Regions from separate parts of the Sus scrofa genome. Here regions 1 and 3 are each linked to region 2. Evidence: chromatin contacts called from public Hi-C and HiChIP or PLAC-seq data. All regions are on one chromosome and are shown on one strand. Each heading gives the region's core, a stretch centred on a gene start, on an enhancer-like site or on the middle of the called end of the contact. The rest is flanking DNA. Distances are from core to core; before and after follow the strand shown. Region 1 has its middle 17 kb from the start of EIF4G2. Region 2 has its middle 59 kb from the start of ZBED5. Region 3 holds the start of EIF4G2 (eukaryotic translation initiation factor 4 gamma 2).

The links. Hi-C and Micro-C count contacts between places; a contact is called where the count stands out from the background. HiChIP or PLAC-seq counts read pairs in DNA pulled down with a chosen protein or histone mark.
Region 1: a contact with region 2 is called in a Hi-C map of skeletal muscle, with 4 times the contacts expected there. The contact joins two enhancer-like sites. A contact is called at or near these places in 8 of 47 Hi-C or Micro-C datasets (embryonic fibroblasts, omental adipose tissue, skeletal muscle and 1 more) and 2 of 2 datasets of contacts at active chromatin or transcription factors (alveolar macrophages and skeletal muscle).
Region 3: an H3K27ac HiChIP or PLAC-seq map of skeletal muscle shows a contact between it and region 2. The contact joins the promoter of EIF4G2 here to the enhancer-like site in region 2. A contact is called at or near these places in 1 of 5 promoter capture datasets (fetal liver), 3 of 47 Hi-C or Micro-C datasets (embryonic fibroblasts, fetal skeletal muscle and skeletal muscle) and 2 of 2 datasets of contacts at active chromatin or transcription factors (alveolar macrophages and skeletal muscle).

What each region holds. Positions count from the first base shown.
Region 1 is chr2:48,681,809-48,684,594 of Sscrofa11.1, forward strand. No RefSeq gene overlaps it. Among named protein-coding and RNA genes, the nearest start is that of EIF4G2, 17 kb to the left of the region's middle. Within about 2 kb of position 1,308, at least 23 of the 83 cell types and tissues checked have an H3K27ac peak or open chromatin away from gene starts, as enhancers often do. A contact at or near this core is called in alveolar macrophages and skeletal muscle, where this site is marked.
Region 2 is chr2:48,564,422-48,567,121 of Sscrofa11.1, forward strand. No RefSeq gene overlaps it. Among named protein-coding and RNA genes, the nearest start is that of ZBED5, 59 kb to the right of the region's middle. Within about 2 kb of position 1,275, at least 18 of the 83 cell types and tissues checked have an H3K27ac peak or open chromatin away from gene starts, as enhancers often do. A contact at or near this core is called in alveolar macrophages, embryonic fibroblasts, fetal skeletal muscle and 1 more, where this site is marked.
Region 3 is chr2:48,665,290-48,668,072 of Sscrofa11.1, forward strand. It overlaps EIF4G2 (eukaryotic translation initiation factor 4 gamma 2), which reads left to right and starts at 1,301. Exons shown (of 22, transcript XM_021083319.1): 1 at 1,301-1,447. The coding sequence starts at 1,301.

The DNA of each region.
Region 1 (2,786 bases), core at 58-2,557, 120 kb after region 2:
CCATCAGAGCAGTCTTCTATAAAAGTCTGATCCTTCCTCTGCCCTTCAGGAGCTCCCAGTTTTCTTCAGACTAAGATGCAATTCTTAATCTAACAGTCAAGGCCCCAAGTCATCTACTGTGTGCCCCCTTTTACATTCTTTTTATTTTCAGGCCTTTGCACAGGCTGTTCCTCTGCCTGGAATATTGCTGTTCTTAGTGTTAAACCCACCTCTCTGTGCCCTTCATCTAGCTTATTTATTCTTCCTCATCCTGTGCCTGAATGTCCCATGTTGGAAAACCTACATTTTTCTGCCAAGGCTGTGAGGGTTCTTCACTACAAAGAACAAATTAAGCCAAAAGGGAATTTTGGAGCTTGGGGGATCCACAGAAAGCACAGAGAACCATTTTTAAAAATGAATGGGGAGTTCCCGTCGGGGCACAGAGGAAATGAATCCGACTAGGAACCATGAGGTTGCGGGTTCAATCCCGGACCTTGATCAGTGGGTTAAGGATCTGGCGTTGCCGTGAGCTGTGGTATAGGTCACAGATGCAGGTCAGATCCTTTGTGGCTGTGGCTGTAGTGTAGGCTAGCAGTTCAGCTCTGATGCGACCCTTAGCCTGGGAACTCCCATACACTGAGGTGTGGCCCTAAAAAGCAAAAAAATAAAAAATCCTTGACTTTTTCCTCAGTTGTGGCTGTCCCGGCCTTAAGATTTCCCAGTGCCTCCAATTTAATTACAAAGCACCCAGTTCACCAGACATTAGTCATTCATTTGTACGTACACAAGTGAGCACCTCATCTGTGCCAGCGCCATCTCAACCCTCAGGGAGCCCACTGTCCAGCGGGGGAGCAGACAGGACCAGAACCCGTGGCCCTGGGGCAGGTGGACACACTGAGATGGGAGCAAGGAGCCACCTGAACTGAGAGGAGGAAACATCCTGGAAGAAGTTGAGACTTTTAAGAGTCACTTTCCTGGCAAACATTTGAGGGAGGGCTTTCCAGGCACAGGCAGGGAACCCAATTCCGCCTTCCTCTTGGCTCCACAGAGCTTATGTCTCCAACTCTACAGCAGGACGAAGTCCATGCGACCCTTCTGAATGAGGGTTCATCCTGCAGCTGCTGGAGGACAGCAGCTGTGCAGCGGGGCCAGGAGGATAGGGAGTCAGAAAGCTCTTTCCCACTGATCTCAATAGAATTTGAGACAGCCTTCCTAGTAGCAGCCTCCAGAGAGAGCCAGGGTTCTCCTGAAAGGGACTTCTGAGCACAGAGCAGAGAGGAGCAGCAAGAGGACACTGAAGTCACACACGCTGCCCAGACCGCAGGCTGTCCTCCCAGCCTCCCTACCTGGACTTAGTCCAGGAGGTTGGCCAAGGACAAGGCCACCCATTAGGCCTTGGATGGGATGCTGTCTCTCTAGCACCCTCTGCTGGCTCCCAGGAGAAGATCCCTTTGGCCCAAGGATACAAGTGTCCTTGTCCCATAGAAAGGCAGCAAGGACCTATTGAACATGCTGATCAATGGGAAAAGGGACAGTGAGAGTTTTGGCATCATCTGTGAATGATGCAATGATGTTGACTGATAAGCAGAGAATCCTTGGGCTGCTCAGGTCTGCATGGGACATGCTGAGTCACAGACCAGAGCCTGCAGAGCCAGCTCCCTCAGTAATTATTTCCATGAGCTTAGGCCAATCGCTTTACCTCTCTGGGTTTCATTTGCCTTATCTGTGAAATAACTTGGTTTGTCCATGTCCTAGAGTCGCTGCAAGGAGCCAGATCGACACATAATGAAAAACAGCGTTGGATAGGTGTGGGATTGCTCTACAAGTCCATTCAGCTCATAAATATTTATTAAGTCCCAACTATGTGCCAGGCACTACTCCAGTGAATGAGACAAAGCCTCCTTTTGGAGCAAACAATCTGGGTGACAGAGAATAAGCATATATACAGTGTCAGTAGTAGAAAGTGCTCATAGAGAAATCAACAGAACAAGAGATGAGGAGTGCTGTGAATGCCACTTGAAATAGGGTATTCAGGGAAGGTCTTAAGAAGTGACCTTTGAGCAAAGATCTAAATAAAGCGAGGGAATGAACTAAGCAGATATGTGGAAGAAGACGGGAAGCAAAGCCAATGGCCAAGATGGGAACACACGTGGAGTGCCTGAGGGTCAACACAGGAGTCAGGGCGGCTGAACAAAGAGGCGCCTGAGGCTGGAGGGGCAGGCAGGGGAGACACGTAGTTGGACATAGTAATGACTTTGGTTTTTATTCTAAAGGTAATGGACGCCCTTTGGAGAATTACTATTATTATTAATGATATCAATAACTCATTAATACTCCAGTGCTATACTACGGCACAGCATATCATTATTCTAGCTAACATTTCTCAAGAAATTTAGTATATATTCTCAAGCATTTAGTATATGCCAGGCTGGACTAGGTACATCGATCATTCCAGTTTCCCAGGCGCCTTGAGGCAGGTACATTGCCATCTCTATTTTATCGATGAGGCTCAGTGAAATTGAGCATCTTGCCCAAGATCTTTCATTTGTTCATTGAGTGGTTGGGGCACCTTCTACATGCTCTTTGGAAGGGCTAGGACAGAGTTTTAAGTCACAAGGCTGTGATTCTTACCCGGCACTCAACCCAAGAGCCAGCCCTCATCACTAAGATATACCGCTGTGCATTAAGGGGTCAAAGAGGAGGAAAGGAAGGGAGAGACACGTCCCAGCAGCAATGACCCCCTCCATCCTGGGGGTGTGCAATCAAAGCCAGATGAGCCCATGAGGGCAGAGGCGTGCTTCTGAGCC
Region 2 (2,700 bases), core at 25-2,524:
TAACGCTCTAGGTCTGTAGCATTGCAGCGGCCAATGCAGAGAATCCCACATGGGCCCACTGAGAACTTCCTGTGTGCTAGGGACAGAACAAAAGTGTTGATAGGCATTATCTTAGCTTATTCTCCTGATGGCCAAATGAGGAAGGGTTTTTTTGTGCGTGTCTTTTTAGGACTGTACCCGCAGCATATGGAGGTTCCCAGGCTAGGGGTCCAATTGGAACTATAGCTGCCGGCCTACGCCACCGTCACAACACCACCACAGCTCACTGCAGCACTGGATCCTTAACCCACTGAGTGAGGCCCAGGGTCGAACCCACAACCTCATGGATACTAGTCAGGTTTGTTACCACAGAGCCACAATGGGAACTCCCGAAGATTTTGTTATATCCACTTTCTATGTGAGGAAATGGAAATCAAAGACCAGGTAGCTGGGAGTTCCTGATGTGGCTCAGCAGAAATGAATCTGACTAGGAACCATGAGGACGCAGGTTCAATCCCTGGCCTCACTCAGTGGGTTAAGGATCCAGCATTGCCGTGAACTGTGGTGTAGGTCAGACGTGGCCCAGACCTGGCGTTGCAGTGGGTGGCGTAGGCTGGTGGCTATGGACTTGATTCAATCTCTAGCCTGGGAACTTCTATATGCCGAGGGTGTGGCCCTAAAAGGACAAAAAAAAAGACCAAGTAACTGGTCTGAGGTCACACAGGTGGCAGAGCCAGGATTAGGGCCCAGATGTGTCTGACCCCAGATTCTAAGCTCAGAACCTCTGTGCTCTATAGCAGCCTCTGTCACATGGTCCCTCCGTGCTGAGTTACAGCACCGCATGGCCACTGGTGAAGACCAGGCAGCAGGACTCGAGGCAACTGGAACTTCCAGCCTCCTTGTCTAGCCTCACTCACCCATATGTTCAGCCAGCCAGCAGATGTCGGTCACTGCTGCGGGCCAGGTGCTGCGGCCAGAATAGACAGTACAGAGGTCCCCTCCTGGCACGAGGACTTTGAAGACAGACCAGGACATATTTTGGAGACTGCAGCACCTGTGTGTTCACTCTTCCCTCCAAGGATCATCTTTACCAGGAACTTTAGGGCTGGACATGGTGTTCGAGACCCCGGATCCTGCCAAGTCCAGAGCGTAAGACTGAGCTCCCAGGCTCAGTATTTATGCCAAGGGAACTTCCAACCGTGGCGTAATCCAACACCTTTCCTTCTCTCCTGTCTAGAGTTGCTTTTTGACTACACCCTGGCATGACTCACTAGTAGCAGTATTTCTGGAGCACTTACAGTTCAAGGGGAAGTATTTGGTGTTTCTTCTTACTGGCATAACCTGATGCAAAAGGGCTGGACAGCCCCAAACAAGTTCTGCTTCATGGACCCAAACACCCCGCCTCCCCAACACACACACACACACACACACACACACACTCCTCCAACAGTTAATGGTTTCTTCCTTCTCATGGGAAACCACTGGGATTTGACAGCTGTGAGTGACCCTGCATGAACCCTTCCGGAAGACTCTGCTTCTCGTAACCAGGGGACACGAAGTGGATGCAAGATTTCTATAATAATGGCTCTGTCTAAAAATTATCCTCACTTGTCCTTTAAATCTTCTTGTAGAGGAAGCCTCTCCACTGGGACTGCCTACGTCAAAAAGAGGAACACTCCACTTTGATCCCCAGGGGTAGTAGCCAAAGGAACTTGATAGTATTCAGAGGACTTGGCCAAGAGCTGCAGAGAAATGACTTCTGTCCTCACTCCCTAAGACCATGTAGGCCATTCCAGTCAGGGGTCCTAGAGCAACCCCATTTGGGGTAAAGAGCTGCAAAACAACACAGATCATATCTGAATGCTGCTCAGCAATGCTTTCCACAGAGAAGAAAAGTCAACAAAAATATCCCTTTCACTAGTCTCTAGCTCTTGATGTCCTAAAATAATCAACACATTCCTTAATTAAAAGAACGTAGGTCTGGCGTTCCCGACGTGGCTCAATGGTTAACAAATCTGACTAGGAACCATGAGGTTGCCGGTTCGATCCCTGGCCTCGCTCAGTGGGCTAAGGATCCCGCGTTGCTCTGGCTGTGGTGTAGGCTGGCAGCTACAGCTCCGATCGGACCCTTAGCCTGGAAACCTCCATATGCCAAGGGAGTGGCCCTAGAAAATACAAAAAAAATTTAAAAAGAATGTAGGTCTGGGAGTTCCCATTGTAGCTCAGCAAAAATAAATCTGACTAGTATTCTGGGGATGCAGGTTTGATCCCTGGCTTTGCTCAGTGGGTTGAGGATCTGGTGTTGCTGTGAGCTGTGGTGTAGATCAAAGATGCGGCTTGGATCTGGCGTTGCTATGGCTGTGGTATTGCCTAGGGTCCAATTCGACCCTAGCCTGAGAACCTCCATATGCCATCGGTGTGGTCCTAAAAAGACAAAATAAATAAAATAAAATAAAATAAAAGGAGGAGAACATGGACCCAGTGTTCCCCTTGTGGCTCAGCAGGTTAAGAACCTGACTACTATTCATGAGGATGCATGTTTGATCCCTGGCCTTGCTGAGTGGGTTAAAGCCACCCAGTGTGGCTGTGGCTGTGGCTGGCAGCTGCAGCTCCAATTTGACCCCTAGCCTGGGAATTTCCATATTCTGAGGGTGCAGCCCTAAAAAAAAAAAAAAAAAAGAAAGAATGTAGGTCAGCCTAGCCCATAGAAGGAACATTGCT
Region 3 (2,783 bases), core at 51-2,550, 100 kb after region 2:
CCTGCCTCTTTATTGGACATTTTCTTTAAAAGTCGTTCAGGTAAAACGCGCGCGCGCGCACACACTTTCTTGCTTCTGATCACACATTGTATCAAGAACTTCGTTTTGTGTTCAAAACGAAGCTGGGGACAGAGCTGCTGTTTAAGTATATAGAGACATGACTCCATTTTTGTATAGCTAAAATGTCGCAAACGATGGAATACTTCATCTTACTGGACCTCTCCCTTAAAATACTACCTGAGAAGTATAAATAGTTCAACTTGACGGCTTTGAAAAGCCGAATCCTATTTGTAGGATAGACCTTATATAAAATGGAAATATAAAGCTGTCAGTCTTCAACGTGCTTAAAAAATAAACAAATCAGGAGCTAGCAATTAAAATCCTCCAGACGCCCGCGCTCCGCAAACACTTCTTCCAAAGAATTCTGGCATATTCTGGGTATTCCCGTACCACCGCTGGCCGGATATTCCCTTGGGGAAAGCTGCTTGTCTAGTGAGGTACAAAGACAATAAAACCCTTCCTTTCATCCCTTTCTCATTCACTCTGCAGGGGGTGGACTAAATAGGGAGCTGAAGGAAGCTTTCTTAACGCATTTGGGTGCACCGTCTGGTCTCCGGGCGTCCCCATCCAAAGGCTGCCGAAGATGAGCACCTGGAGACCAGTCATTCCGGGCGCTGCGCCCCGGGGCGCAGAGCCTCAGCCCTACAGGCCGCTCCCAGGGAGGCCCAGCCTGCCAAGGGCAATCTCTGCTCCTCGGGGGCGCCAGGAAAATCAAGACTCGCACACGCAAGGGACAGGAATCGGGTCGGGTGGAAGGACAAATTTCCTTCCCACATTCTTGGTGAGAAAACCAGGTAGAGGGACTGTCCAACTCCAGCATGGGATACGGACTCCTGGAACAAAGAGACAGGAGGAAGACCAGGCGGCCACACCAACGCAGACTCAGAGGGCTCTACCACTTTACGCAAGTGGTCCGCAACTCGTCCGCGCTCAGTTCCCCTTACGCCACTGGCTTGGCCTCAGAGCCTTCGCGAATATGGCTTTGCGCACTGCGGCGGAGTCGAGCCGCAACCGAGCTTGGCTCTGTGACTCCTCCCCACGGCCGGGTGCCGATTGGTGGCGAACATCAGCCCGGCTGTTGATTGGGTGGCGAAGGAGCCATTCGGGGCGGCTCTGGTGGGTTCGGCTGCCCTAGAGTGATAAGTTCGGCTTCAGACACGCCTCAGCGCCAGCAGCGAGTCGGAGCTCTATGGAGGTGGCGGCGAGTATCGGGTGGTGGCTGCAGCAGCGACTCCTCTGAGCTGAGCGTTTCAAGCCGGTCCCGACTCCTTCCTCCCCCTTCCCTCCCCCTTTTTTGTTTTCCGTTCCCCTTTCCCCTCCCTTCCCCGTCCCGACGACCGGATCCGAGGAGGCAGCTGCGGCGGCAGCTGCTGAGTTCTCGGTGAAGGTGAGTGGAGCCGCCGCTGGCGCTGCCGCCGCCGCCGCCGCCGCCGAGTGGAGCGCTCTAAAATGGCCGCCGTCCCTGGCCGCTTCTTCTCGAGTGGTACAAAATGGCGGACGCAGGCGGAGCCGGGTGGGGCGACCCTTTTTTAGCGTTTCCTCCGCGCTCCGGGCACCTGGAACTTCCTCGCCCTTGTCTTCTCTTCCCCTTGTTGATGGAATAGAAGGAGCCGGCGGCCCCCGACAGTCTCGGTGGCTGTCGGCGGCCGTACCCGCGGGACCGGGGCGGGCCGAAGCGCGGCTGTGTTCGGCCAGGGAGAGAGCGTGGCAGGGCCGCGCGTGCTGTGGGGAGGGTCGCGGCCCGGCGGGGAGGGCTCGGCCGTTGGCGCGGGACCAGCCGAGGCGGAGGCGTCCCGGAGCCCAGCTCCCGGCGGGGAGGTGTGTGGGGCCCCGGGGCCGGCGGGGAGAGCGGCCGGGCTGCCCGCGGTGGGGGAGCGAAGGGCCTGCCCCGGCGGCCTCTCTTGTGACGGGAGAGGAGGGAAAGCGAGGCTTTCTGAGCTTTTGTCGGCTGGGGAGGCGGCGGTGAGGCGGCTGTCAGTTCCTCGGGGATTTATGGGTGGGAGGGGGCCGCTGGAGGGAAGGAGGCCGTCTTCCTGCCTGAGAACAAAGAGCCGGGCGCTGGGCCGCGGGGGCGGCCTCCGCTCCTCCCCGAGGCTTGCCCCCGGCAGCTTCGCCGGGAGGCTGTCGGAAGCACTTCCTAACTCGGCCCGGGTGGGAGGAATCCACTGCTCTTTTGTTCCCAGGAAGGGAAAAAATTGGGTGGAGGTTCTTGCTGCCATGTTGTGGCCCTGGTCTTCCGCCTGCCTAGTGCCAGGCGCTGTGCACCCGGTGCCTCGCGTCTTCCCGCGAGCCCTCTGCGCCTAGTTCAGAGCATGGGCAGCGGTGAGAACCCAAGACTTCAGTTAAGCCCTTCATGTAGTCTGTTGCTCGTCCCGGAGGCAGTAACAACTACGTTTTCCACATAACGTGCCTCTGTATCAGAGTTAGACTTTCTATTATTGATCTCGGTGTCTAGTTGTAAAGGAGGTAGTGTGTGGCTTTTTCAAAGACTAGTTCTTAGCCATTTAGCTCTTCGTTTATTGCTGTGTAGGTTCTTCCTTGCATCTTCAAACACCGAGAACTTCCAGGTAGTAAAACAATTTTCCTGTGTTTTGAGAACCTTCTTGAGTCTTAGGAGTTCTGCAATGCAGTGTAAGTTCAGTCAACTGCAGTGTCAGGCTCTGAAATAAATTATAATGGAAGACGATTTATAGATTTGTATGTTAGTGGTGTCTAATTTTGGT